2 separate regions of the Gossypium hirsutum genome follow, and region 2 is linked to region 1. Evidence: chromatin contacts called from public Hi-C data. All regions are on one chromosome and are shown on one strand. The core of a region is the stretch at or near the end of the contact, and the rest is flanking DNA. Distances in the headings are between cores, read along the strand shown. Region 1 holds the start of LOC121218600 (F-box protein At3g07870). Region 2 holds the start of LOC107903358.

Evidence for each region. A called contact is a pair of places that touch in the nucleus more often than the background predicts.
Region 2: a Hi-C map of leaf shows a contact between it and region 1, with 2.3 times the contacts expected there. The contact joins the promoter of LOC107903358 here to the promoter of LOC121218600 in region 1. A contact is called at or near these places in 6 of 34 Hi-C or Micro-C datasets (hypocotyl, leaf and seedling).

The regions. Positions count from the first base shown.
Region 1 is chrD06:61,470,142-61,477,181 of Gossypium_hirsutum_v2.1, reverse strand. It overlaps LOC121218600 (F-box protein At3g07870), which reads left to right and starts at 3,165. Exons shown (of 1, transcript XM_041096062.1): 1 at 3,165-5,240. The coding sequence starts at 3,262. The coding sequence ends at 4,413. LOC107939534 (proline-, glutamic acid- and leucine-rich protein 1) reads left to right here. Exons shown (of 13, transcript XM_016872874.2): 13 at 1-682. The coding sequence ends at 154. LOC107939523 (a long non-coding RNA gene) reads left to right here and starts at 6,116. Exons shown (of 2, transcript XR_001695135.2): 1 at 6,116-6,638.
Region 2 is chrD06:61,654,060-61,661,099 of Gossypium_hirsutum_v2.1, reverse strand. It overlaps LOC107903358, which reads right to left and starts at 3,134. Exons shown (of 7, transcript XR_005915075.1): 1 at 2,995-3,134; 2 at 814-2,505; 3 at 486-636; 4 at 250-394; 5 at 1-153.

The DNA.
Region 1 (7,040 bases), core at 1,916-4,415:
TGGTTTTGATCATGTTGCTGGAAAAACTTCATCAACCTTGCGAAATGCCGAGAAGGGTAGTTCATCTATGGTGCATTTGGATAGTGACTCATCTATGGACTCATTTCCAGGCATTGTTGATGCTGATCCAGATACTGATGCTGATTCTGACTAGGAAACAGGGTAAGAGAAATGATAATTCATCAGCTGTTCATCAAAATGAATGGAATCTAAGATGGGATAGGTTGTTTGTACCATGTTCTGATTCTTCTTACTAGCAATTTTCCAGCACCAGCAGTTGTAAGTAAAACTGAGAGGAGCACAGCAAGGAGCCAGAACGGAGCAAATTTTATCTTTTGTTTATTTCAACATTAAGTTTCGGAGAATAGAGATCGAATAGCATCAATTATGAAGCAAGGCAAGGGGGCTTGAGAAGTTGACTCACTCTCCAAGTGAACCAAGTTTTGATTGACTCGTGAGTCAGGAAGGATAAAGGGTTATTGTTAACATATATATTTATTCATGGTGATTGTTGTTACGGTAGAGGCCACCTTGTATAAGTTGTGTTCCATTTGCTCTTAGTAGGGAGGTGGAGATATTAGAAATGGTTTAAGAACATTTACTATTGTTTTAGTTCAATTTATGGATAAAAGTTCGTTTTTTGTTATGTCCTAGTTAATGAGAAGCTCCATTTTTGAACCAATATTACGACCTGTCTTAATCATATTTCATGAATCCATGCTTAAGCTGTGAATCTGAGCCTTCGGTGGCGATAAATCACGATGAGAGGATATATACCATCTTATAATCATTAATTATGTAGGGGGTCCCAAAAGTACGTTTTCAACATGCATATTGGTTCAAACAAAGTTTTTACATTGTAAAATATATATTTGATAAAGGTTTACATAAAAATTAGATTAAACTTTAAATCAAATGGTAAAGATTAATGCTATGGTGTTTTCAAGTTTGGTTATGTGTGGGATTTTATATAAAAATATTTTAAAACAATAAACTAAACTCTTAATAATATAATTTTATATAAATAATTATTTTTAGAGGTTTTTTCAATTGAGTTGTTTATGACATCAATTTAGTAAAATGTTTAAATAATAATAGAGATATTTGAGAGATGTTTTTATGCAGAATGCTCGTTGTGCAATTACGAGACAGAATGATTTGAGGACTTGACATTGGCAAGATTCAACAGAACAATTGTTGAGATAATGCTATTTTAATTTAAAATATTGTTGCTATTATTTATTTTAATTAGATTTATTATTATTTTTTAGTGACCATTATCCTTCTACTAAATTTTGGATAAGCTTTAAGATAAGATGATACTTAGGATATAGATAAAAATTATGTTTTAGATAAGAATGATGATGTGAACACAAATGATTGGTGTTTACGATATAACTTAAATAAGATTTTTTTAGCATAAATATGCGTAACATCCATTGTTTGAACATTCAAGTAAGAAACAAAAAGGCTTGCTATTGAGGCTAAGGATGGATTAAATATTCATAGGAAGGTGAGTCTAGTGGTGATGTGAACAAAAATAAGAATGGAGAAGAACCCATTGAGAAAAGAGTGTTGACAATGTTATTAGAAATATGAAGGTGATAACAGGAGCAAATCAACGATGAAGTTGTACAAAGATTGGAGAAGTTTGGTGGGGATACCTCGATGTTATTATGAAACTTTTAACACTTAAAAAAGAGAATATCAAAATGGAAGGAGTCTTGGACATTAAAGTTAAGAAGATAGTAATTTTAAATCCAGTTTGACGATGATGGAAAGCTTAAGCTGGTTGTCATTGAGGAATGGTTCACGACCATTGAACCTTGGACAATGCAAAATAGAGTTACACGGCTTACCTATTCTCGTGTGGTCTTACTATACATTTAAGAAGACTGCTCGGCTATGGGGTGATTTCATCTTGATTGGGGGAGAGCCTTTAAAGATGCAGGGCCTTTAGCTTTGGATCTATGCTGCTAATGGTGAATCAGTTGGAGAGAGTTGAGGTGTGAAAACTAGAACTGGTAATGTGGTGAGGTTAGTGAAGTGGGCACACCTTTTGTAACACAAACACGCAAACATGGACTATTAGAATAACAAAAAAAAAAAAACAATGTTTGGACGTAACCTACGTCTATGGGACATTAACTAGAGAAAAATTTTACTACTAAATCTCATAGAACAGCATTTGAAACCTCATTGCATCTTGTGCACCAACATGGTGAAATGGAGGGAGTTGTATGTTTCAAAAAATGAATCAAGCAAGAACATTCAGTTGTATGAAGCAAGTAGTGAATCAAACTCTGTAGAGAATTGCAACACGAGTATCAAGTGACGAGCCCAAGGAATGAGGGAACTCAAGGAGATGATGCATAATGATAACGGAGTCGTGTTTGAATTGGGTAGTGTGGAAATGAGACGACGGAGTGGAACTAGAGGAGCTTATGGGCCGGGTCTAAATATGGTGCATACTTTAAACTTGTCCAAGCTCGACTCGGTTTGAAATTTAAGTTTAAAATTTTATTTAAATCCATCCATATTTGCAAAAGACTAATTTAAGTTCATTTTAAGTCCGTCCATATTATTTTTATTTTAAAAAAATATATTTATATTATATTATATTATTTTAATATTTATTTATTGAAATTTTTTATATAGTCATCTTAACATTATTTTAATGTTTAAATTAGAGTAGTATTATATATTTGTATATGTTTATTTTTTTAATGTGTTCTAAATTATATAATATATAAAAATAACATAATATTAAGTATTATAAACTTAAAAACGGGCCTTTGGGCCTAATTTTTTTGTCTAATCTCATTTTCGAGCCTAATGTTTTTTTACCAAATCCTCCCAAATTTCAAACTGGCGTTTGAGCTTGGGTGGATAACCTAACTCATGAACAGGTTTAAGTGGAACTAACAAATTTTGAATGATTAAATTATGATAAATTTAAAATTTAATTATTATATTTTGAAATTTTGAAATTTAAGTTTAATTGTTAAGTATATTATATTTTTTTTATTAAATTTGCTTATTTGACATTTTAAAATAAAAAAAAATAATTTATTTGGTAGTCGATTGAATTTAATAAAAAGTAATTCATTTGGGAGTTTTCTTGAGTTGCTGCCCGTGTTTAGTGGAACAGGCTAGCTTGAAACTGTCCAATTTTAATATGTATATAATATTAAAAAAAAAAAAACCTGTTTACGCCGGCAATACCTTGATAGAAAACCTCTACTTTTTTAGCAAACAAAGATGGTGAAAAGGGAGAAGATTGCACCAAGTTTTCAAGTTCCGGACGATATCGAAATAGATATCTTATCAAGACTGTCAGTGAAGAGTTTACTTCGATTCAAATGCGTTAAGAAATCATGGCGTTATTTCATTGAAGATCCTGTTTTCATCGCCATGCATCTCGATTATTACGGTAAAAGTAGTGTTGGTTTTCTGCTTTATGGATCTCGTCCTTATAAGTACATTAAGCAATATCTTAATTGCAGCAGCATCGATGTTTCGATGTCGATCAAAATTTTATTTGGGGAATCACCCGGATACATGATTGGTTCTATCAATGGATTAGTTTGTTTAAGTAATAATTTATATTTCTTCTTGAAGGAAGATAAAAGGTTGAGTATTTATATCTGCAATCCTTCTACTAGAGAAATTTTGGAGCTTCCGGAATGTCATCATGCTTATAATGATTTTGTTCTTAGTATTGGCTTTGGGTTTTGTCCTAAATTTAATGATTATAAAGTGGTAGTAGTAAAGCTTCTGGACTCTGTAGTAAATGTTAGAGACCCCAATTGTTGTCTATTTTCATTAGGGGTTGAAGTTTATAGCTGGAATAGGAATTCATGGAGAAGTACAAAAATAGTAAATCCAAGGTCCGTTTTGACAACTTCATTCCAAGGTAAAGGGTATTTCGATAGAGCCTTTCACTGGGGAGGACGAAATCTAAAGTCATCTAAGAGGATGATCATGTCATTTCAATTTGATGAGGAGGTATTTCGAGAGCTTAATTTGCCAAATCATCCTGATTTTCAAGAGGAGAATTACTTTCTGAATGCACTGATTATAGAATATCAAAATTTCTTTTCCTTGATCATCAAACAAAAAGTAAATATGCATGTTTATGATTTATGGGTGATGAAGGAATATGGTGTATCAGATTCTTGGATTAAGCAGTTGACGATCGAAGTACCGGTCCTGGAAGATCGACTAATGTTTCGACCGGTGATGAGCTTTGAGAACAATGGTGAGCTTCTTGTCCTTAGTGATTGGTATGGGAGAATTGTTTGGTATAATACTAAAACCAAGCAAATTGAGAGGTCAAAGGAAGTATTAAGAGGACGATCCATTCGTTACAAGGAAAGCTTGGTTTCATTGTCTAGAAAAAAAGTAGTATGATTCTTTTTAGTGCTTATTATTTCTGATGCTTTTCGATTTATGATATGTATTTGCATTTGAATATGACTAGAATGTCTTTAGTAGAAACTATTCTTATCTTTGGAATTGAATGTTCTTTATGTTGACAAAGACTCGTTTCCGAGTCCACTTGAGTCCGAGTAACATAGCTTAGGCTTCTCATGTTTGCAGCAGTTTTCCACGAACCTTGGAGTTGCGATCGGAGCTTGGTGTTTCTAATGTTATAATATGAGCATCTTTTAGGTATACAATGCTCCAAGTAGTCTCTGCCTGTACCCCTTACACAGCCTTTACAAAAGCTTATCAATGGCCTCAATGGAATTGATATGCAAGCCATCAAGGGAATCGACTAACATACTGCAGTTCAATTACGTTCCGGTCATCATCTACTTTGAGATGCTCTAAAAGGATATTGAGAGATAAGCTGCAATAAAATGATTAGTCGACTATAAATTACTCTGATAACATTACGAACTCCGAACAGGAAATGGTTGGCTCTGCCCAGTTAAGCAAGGCAGAATATGCTCTAAACGAGAGCTGTTGAACTTATTGTTTTTGCTCAACTCACTGCCAATCGGCTCTTCACTAATGGAACAGGACATCACAGCTTTTACCATATAAACATTATAACACATTGATCAAACTGATATAATGATGGCTTCCAAGGGGAAGAAGAAGCTTCAAAATATACGGATCGGAGATCACCTTTACCGGAAGAATGAACTTGGGAGCAAGCAACTCATTGTATGAACAGATGTAAACTACATGAGAATATGGCAAGCAAAATACCACCACTCATTGTAAGAAGAAATGTTTAGCTACAATATGTGCAATGTTCCATTTACTACACGACTATGGGGATAAATTAACATACAGATGACGAATCTTGCTGGCTGGACCGGCGATGAAAGCAAGAAATCGGAGATGCCGACATTAACTTAATGAAAGACTTAAATTGCAAATTAAAAGATTCAGTAACTAGCAAATCCTAAGGAATCTACAAGAGAATCTTGGGTGAAACAGCTTAACATTCAAGTTCCAATTCTACAAGACCTGTCTAAAGGACAAGAATACCCGTTCAGCCCGACTTAGATGAAGTGTGGACAAAGTTTTTCTAAAATCGGATGAGTCCGACTCGACTTGAAATAAAATATTAAAAATAATAATTTAAATTAAGGGTAAATTATATTAATTGTCCTTAAATTTTGTTTAAAATTATATTTCAATCACTTAACTTTTAAAAATTATATAATAGTCATTAACATTATCAAATCATGTTGTACTTTAATTCAAAGGGTTACTAATTTAGTCCTTGAGCTATAGTTAAAAAATTGTTAAGAAAATTTTAAAACTTTTTATAGACTTTTATTTTTTTATTTTTTTACAATCATTGTTAAGAAAATTTTAAAACATCAAAAATGATGTTTTAACTATAGCTTAAGGACCAAATTAACTATTAATCCTTTGAAATAAGTGCAATGTTACTTTTTTAATAGAAGTTAATGGCCGAGTGACAAAAATGTAACAATTTGGTAACGTTAGTGATGATCATGTAACTTTTGAAAGCTATGTGATTGAAATGTAATTTAAACAAAGTTTAGGGACAGTTAGTGCAATTTACCCTTAAACTAAATAAAAAATATAAAAATATATTATTATTTTTTAATAGTAATATGGACAATTCAAGCTTGCTTGAGCCTCTAAATGAATCCCTCAGATGACATCCTTTATAACCCAAAAATAAAAAATTCTGTCACTAGAATCAGCATGTTGATCAAAGAGGTTCAACAACCAAAGCATCGAGTAAAGAAGAAAATATTACTTGAATAGAAGTTACAGAACACAAAGGAAGCCGAAAGAAGGCCTTCATACATAGCCTGCAGGCAATGAAATGCTTCCAACGGTCTGTTTGATAGGGGGAAAATATTTTCCGGAAAACGTTTTCTAGATTTTATGGTGTTTGTTTTGTTGGAAAATGAATTTCTAAGGAAAACATTTTCCAAAACACGGGTAAAATCATTTCATTCTTTCCGAAAAATGTCTTACCGATTTCTATGTGGTAAGACATTTTCCACAGCTCCTCTCTTCACTCTCTTCACCCTAATGATTACAGCCTCATCATCTCTGCCTCGTCTTCTCTGCTAGTTCACCTCTTCTCTTTGCTTGCCTCGTTAGCGTGCTGGTTCAACTCTGCTGGTTCATCGAAGGTAAACTTGCAAGCTCTAGGTTAGGGGTTTCTTCTGCTCGAGTTTGGTTTGTAGGGGATCTGTTGGTTTCTGCAAGTTTTTGAAGCCGGATGTGTTAGGGGTTTCTGTATATTTTAGTTCATTGATAAAATATACTTTTTTCTGCAAGTTTTTGTAGTAGATGTGTTGGTTTTTGCAAATTTTTGATCTTTTTATTTTTTTTAAATTTCTTGTCCATAGTTTTGTGAATCGGTTTCTGGGTTAGTTCCTTTATGTTCTTGGTTTCTTGCTCATATATTTGGTGGTTGGGAATAGTAACTGAAAGATTTTGGCCCCTGGTTATGCTGAATGTCACCTCTGTCGCGGTAATAGTAACTTGCTCTCACTGATCTGTGCCGACAGTCTTCTCTGGTTACCACTTAC
Region 2 (7,040 bases), core at 1,885-4,384, 180 kb before region 1:
CTTTAAAGCATTCGCATCACTGAGGAGGTTATTAGCTTTATTAACAAGACTGTGAATGCAATAAAATGTTGCTGGGCTACCAGCAGGAAGATGTCGAACTAAGGCCGCAACTCCTGAAGCCATGCCCTCAAAAGGAGTAATGTCGGGGTATCCCTATATTCATAACAATGAAGAATATTAATTTAGTCCCACAAGTTTGATAACATGTTTTGGGTATTACTACTGTCTGCTTCGATAAGTTTTAGGTACCTCTAAAGATCTTTTCATGTAATAAAAAACAAGTTGCTCCTTCAGTGACACTCGTTCATCCTTGAAGTCTTTTCCTGAAGACATGAATGCTACAAACATTGAATGTGAGGCTCGAGCTACTTTTCCGTTTGGATGTCCCATGTATCTAATAACCATTGTTATCAGGAACCAAAGTTTATAGAGTTTAATATGAATTGTAAATTTTTCAAGTAAAGTAACCATGTATTTTAGGATACAGGAACATAGCTGGAGTGACCACCCTCCTAAACACGTGAGCCGGCAATCGTTCAATGCAAGTTGGAATAACCCGGACATAAAATAAAACACGAGCAGTTTGTACCTCATCTTTGGACCATTCATACCCCATTTTCTGCTTGGATGAAAAGTCTACAAGACAAAATTCAAGTCCATGTAAAACTAACAATTTATGGAACAACAACATGAAAGACATCCAGATCTTTAAACTGCTGCAAAATTACTTGAGCATCTAAACCTAGCACTCAATGAAAACAATATGTAAACATCAGCTTCCCATGGCCAAAAGGAGGGGGAAGAAAATATCACCTTGCCAAGTGGTCAAGTCAACGTAGGTGGGCATGGATTCCACGAAAGAGATGCATGCAGACTCGCTTTCCTGAACACATGCAACAACTCTTCGTATTGTATCCATATATTCTGGCAAACGCATACGTCGGAAATACTCTAAGCAAGAGAAGGAAACTAATATCTGGACTGATTTCTCCCTCTGTATTTCTTGAGAGAAGTTTGAATTTAGTCTCTGCTTTGTTACAGCCAAAGCAAAAACCGCAACCATAAGAAAAGCAGATTCCGCAATTTTCTCCAAATCAACTAGTAGCTCATTGTTTCTTTCGCGAAGCAACAAAGCAACCTGTCGGTGACCAGAGTAGACATCCCGACAGTAGTCCCATATAAGACTCTCCACTAAACTTTTGCTCTCCTCATCTGCTGAGACATACTGGTTGCAGAAGACACCAGTTATGACACCTGCTTCCTTAAAAAGTGTACTGTCCAGATGTCTTTTAATCTCGTTGGTATCAAATTCAGACCCACTACTATGGATAAACTGAAGAATCTGCATATATAAGTGGCTTAAGGGAAAGATTTCCCTTAACAATGCTGATGCAAGGCACAGAAGCACAGGGGCAGTGAAAGAGACTGCACCACTTCTAGCCAAGGCTAATGATAAACATTGTCGAAGAAGACTGTTCGCAGGATCATTATCTGAGGTTATAAAGCCTTTAGTTTCAGAAACCAACTGTTGTGCTACAAAGGCTATTTGATTCTCTGCAGAAATCCGTAGTCTGGAAACAAACTCTAACCCTTGGCCATTGGCTGCTTGTCTACTAGCTCTCAAAACTCCTGCTGCAACCATAACAAGAGCAAATGGAACATAGCTCGCCTTCGAAGTCCCTAATATCTGCTGTGAGAAAGCTTCAATTTTCTTAAGAGAACGTGATTTTATGCAACCAGAAACAACCCATTCAACCAAATGCAAGATCATTAGAGCAGTAGGAACTGTACTACGAGGCCCATCTTCCTTTCCCCAAATTCCCAACAAAGAATCCCAAACTCTAACAAAATGAACATCCACAGAAGAAGATAATGCATATCCAATCCCAGCCAGCACATCCGGGATAATTTCTTCTCCTAGTCTAACCAATTCATAATCTTCTTCCAACAGCCTACAAAGCAACTCCGAGCATGCTATTTTCGAGCTTTCAGACACAGAAGGCACAAATGAAATGGCCCCTAAAATAAGAATACCTTCAGCAAGAAAGGAAGGACTTTTCTTCAAACCAAATTCAGTAGCAAATACATGAGAAAGGACATCAACAGCTGAATCAATAAGCACAGTGGATGGCCTGAAAGACTTCCTCACCCAAATATAAAGAAGCTTGAGCAAGATAGGATATGATTCGGAAGGAAGATCGTAACTTCGGGATGAGAGTACAGATAAAAGAAGTTTGGCTTGAGGATCAGCAACATGGAGAGAAGCTTGTGAGTTAAGGAGGGTTTTCAATGATTGGAGGATGAGGGGATTAAATGTTTGGTTCTGAAGCGAATCCCGAATCTCAGACCAAGCTTGAATTATGGCACGAGCAGACGAAGAAGAAGTCGACAGCGAAGAATGTCCAGAACCAGAGTAGCTAATACCACCAATATTAGTCCTCAACCATTGTTCAAGAAAAAGGGTATTAGTTTGTCTTGCCATTTTATCAAATATTCATTGCCAAACTGCAGAAACATAAACAGCAATACAACTAGGTGTCAAAAGGACAATCTCAATTCTCAACATCATTATTACTAATCTAAAATTCCAAAAATAATTAACCAACACAAGTCCACATGTCCATTTGCAAAATCAAAATCTGGGAAAGTCAAATTTTGATCAAATTTTCAAGCAGTAATTCGAAATTCAAAATTACCTTTCCATTTTTATCAACTATTCATTCCCAAGCTGCAATAAACAAGGGTTCAAAAGGACACTCTCACTATCAGTTCTTCAATCAATATCCCTTAATAATGATTAATAGCCAAATAATTAACCAACCCAAGTCAAAGACAAGTCGAATTGCAAAAACCGAACCGTGGGAAGTCAACATATGATCAAATTTTCAAGCAGTAATTGGAAATCCAGTTTCCAAGTTCAATTGACTGAGAATTAGCTTTTAAAAGAAACCCAAAGAAAGAATCAAAGTTAAAAAGGAGTTTTTGATTACTTACAATGAGCTTGAGAATGAAAATTCCAATCCTTGGTTCAAATATTTGATAAAAAGAAAACGGTGATTCAAGGCGGTAACCCTGTTTATATTTCTGCAGCTGCTAGTAATAACTTCATGATTTTCTGGATAACAACACCTTGGCTGTTTTAAAATCTTAATTCATTAATAAACATGAAAAAATTAGGTAATAAATTTAATTTTAGTTGAAATTATTAACGTTGTGTTTCAAATATTATTATTTTTATTATTAGTTCCAAGTTTTTTAAATTTATAAAAAAAATATAAAATTTTCAAAAATAATATTTATTCTTTTATAAAAAATATGAAGGTTTAATAATTTTACAATTGAATTATGACTAGAGTTGTCCATGGGTCGGGTCAAGTAAAAATTTTAGACCCATTTTTTAGTCTTAGGCCCAACCCGACCCGAAAAATAAGTCTAAAATTTTACCAAAATTTGGCTCAAATAAAAATATTAAAACCTGAACCTGATCCAGCCCGCCCTGCCTATATTAAAATTTTTATATAAAAATATAATACATCAAATATACTAAAAATATTAAAATAAATATTTCCAAATAAAAAAAACTTAAAGAACATTGAGATAAATGTAACTTAGCAAAAAAATACTTTTAAAATAATAGAAAAATAAATAATAAAATAAGAGTTATACAATATCTAAATAATAACAATAAAATATTAACAATATAATAGCGAAATGGTAGCAAAACAATAAAAAATAGTGACAAAACAGTAAAAATTGAGCTAGACTTGAGCCAAAAAAATTTACCCGAGGCACATCCTGTTTAGAAAACGAGTTTTATATTTTTGTACAAACCTATTTTTAAGCCTATATTTTTATCTAAACTCTCATACTTTTCAGGCAAATTTTCAAACTGCAAGTCGGGTGACCTAACCATGAACAAGTCTAATAACAGCATAGCTTATAGTAATTTCAACCCATTCAATGCCTTAAAAGTAAATATTATGGAGTAAAAGATAATTAAAAATAATTTTGTATCTTTCATTATATTTGGTGAAAAGTATTTGAAAAGAAATTGTTGTTTGAATGTTCACACTTTTCGTTGGTGTTTGTTTATTTATTAAGAAATTTAAAGTTGTATTTAATTTTATTGGTGTTTAAATTAAATGTTTTTATGAACAATAAAAGTATTTTTTTTTAAATTCAGAAATAAACTTGAAAAGTTATGAATTTTTATTATAAACAACAATTCCAACTAATAACACAAAATAATACTTGTCGATAAAGGAAAACATTATATGAAACAGTGACGTCATGTTATTTATATTACTTTTTCAATAATTTTATGCCACATCAATATTTTCATTCAGAAAAGAAATCAAACCTAAATTAAAATTCTGAAATTTAAAATAAAACAACTAATATGACATAAAACTATTAAAAATTGATAATACAAAACAAATTTTTTCTTGTTTTATGTTTATTTTTGAAAGTCAACCATAATGTTGACCGACATTGAAGTGAGAACTTCACTATTTATGTTGTGCTGTGCTGAAGCCTACGACATGACACAACAAGAATGATGGGTTTGATTTGTGTATGTATGTCTTTTGTCGTGCGTGGATACCATGTTTAATTAATTAGCTTAATCCAATCATTTTGATTATCAATAAATTGATGCAGGACAAAGTTTATTTAAGTTTAAAAAATAGATTTAGATAAAGGAAATAAGGTTTATTTTCTAACGGGTCAGGCCTTGAATAAGTTTTTTAGTCTGAGCCCAGTCTGGCTCGAATTTACAGAAAAAAGAAAATGTTGCTACTTTTTATTGTTTTGCTATAATTTCACTATTATATTGTTACTATTTTACTGTTATTATTTGTATATTATATAACTCTTGTTTTATTATTAAATTTACTATTATTTTAGATGTATTTATTTGTTAAGTTATATTTTTTTAGTTTTATTTAAGTATTATTATTATTTATTTGTTAGGAAACATGTATTTTAATATTTTTAATGCATTTGATGTATTATATTTTTAAATGCAGGTGAATTAGGCCGAGTTCCAATTTTAATATTTTTATTCGAGTTAGGCTTGAGTAAAATTGTATATCCATTTTTCGAGCCGAGAATGGATAGGATAACTCAGTGAAACAGGTGAATTTTGGGATAAATATAATGGGACGTGAGTTTTATTGGGTGTAAAGGCTTAAGTGATATTGTGCATATCATTAGTAATGGTTTGATAGTCTATTGTAACTACCTTCTCCGATTGGTCCTTTAAAACCAATCGGTGAAAAAGTTATGTAAAACCAAGTAACTACTCAAGTCAAATATGAGTTTCTCTTCTTTCTCTCTCGCTTTTCTTTCCTCTTGCTTTCGTATAAGAAATTTCGATATTTATTTACTTTTTTTTTTAAAAAAATTATCTTTCTAGAGTTTTTTTTATTATAAAAGTTTGAAAGCGGAGCTCTTTTTTCTTTCTTTTAAGATTCTTTCCATCCTTTTAAAGATATTTTTTTAAAAATTTTAGAGTTATACTTGGTCACTTCTTCTCGTTAAGTAAGCTTAGGTATTGTCAATAGTTTATGAGAATAAATTATCTTAGGATGATATAAAAAGTATAATTTATAGGCATTAATAAAATAGTGACACGTCATAAAATTTTAAAGATAATAAAATATTATTATCACTCATCTTAATCTAATATTTTCTCTAACTTAATTTAATTTTAATTAAATTACTTAAAATAATTAATTTTATAAAATTATAAACAAACCATCTTTTCTTCTTTTGCAAATTTTAATTATTTTTTTTCATAAGTTAATATTTTTTATTTTTGTGCAATCAATTTTTTTAAAAAAATAGTAATTTTTGTGCAATTTTTTTCCATGTTATTAACACATAATTTTGATAATTATTTTGCCCTGAACCTCGAACCCAAAATCTTAAATCTTGAACTCAAACCTTGAACTTTAAATCTTGAAACTTGAACATTAAAGTTTAGGGTTTGAGTTTGAGATTTAAGGTTCAATATTCGTGTTTTATGTTCAAGGTTCAAGGGTCCGGGGTTATGAGTTACAAGCTTGGAGTTTAAGGTTTGAGTTTAAGGTTATGGGTTTGAATTTAATGTTTAGGATTCAAGACTCGATATTTTAAATTTAGGGTTTAAGGTTCATTGCTATAGGGTTTGGGTTCAAGGTTATGAGGTTGAGTTTAGGTTTTGGACTTTTATGTTTTGAGTTCAGGGTTTGAGATTCTAGATTCAAGGTTTATAGTTATGGGGTTTATGATTTGGTTTAAAGGTTAAAGATATTAGTTTGAGTTTAAGGTTTGGGTTTTTTAGGTTTTGGGTTCAAGGTTTGAGATTTTAGATTTAGTGATTAGAGTTTAGGATTTCGAATTCAAGGGTATGAGTTCAAGTTTAAAGTTTGGTCTTCTAGGTTTTGGGTACAAGGTTCGAGATTCTAAATTTAAGGTGATTTAGGGTTTGAGGATTCAAGGTTATTGGTTCAAGATTATGGTTTGGGCTTCTAATTTTGGGTTATGGTTCAAGATTTTAGATTTAGAGTTTAGAGTTTAAGGTTGAGAATTCCAAGCTATTTGTCGACGACTTTAGCTTTTCCTTTTGCTCTCAAGGAATCTGGGTCGACGTTAGCTACAAATAGCGTAAACATACAATATCATCAATAATCAACCAAATTCAAAATCAATTGTCAATTTATATAAATTTTATATTTTATTCAATTTAGTCTCCAAAACTGTTACTAACATAACTTTAAATTTAAAAATCTAAATTGAATTCCGATTTCATTATAATCCATTAGGAACCTCCTATTTTTCATTTCTACATGCAATTTTACAATTTATTCACTTTAGTCTCTAATGTACAAAACTATCGATTAACTTTATAATTTAGTCATTTTCTCCTCTAAGCTTAAAATTTATCAACTTAATACCTAAAAATTTAAGAAATTAACAATGGTAACTTTCTAAAACTTTAACAATTTTACAAATTGATACATGACCTATCTAGATTGAGCTTCCATGATTTCAAAAAA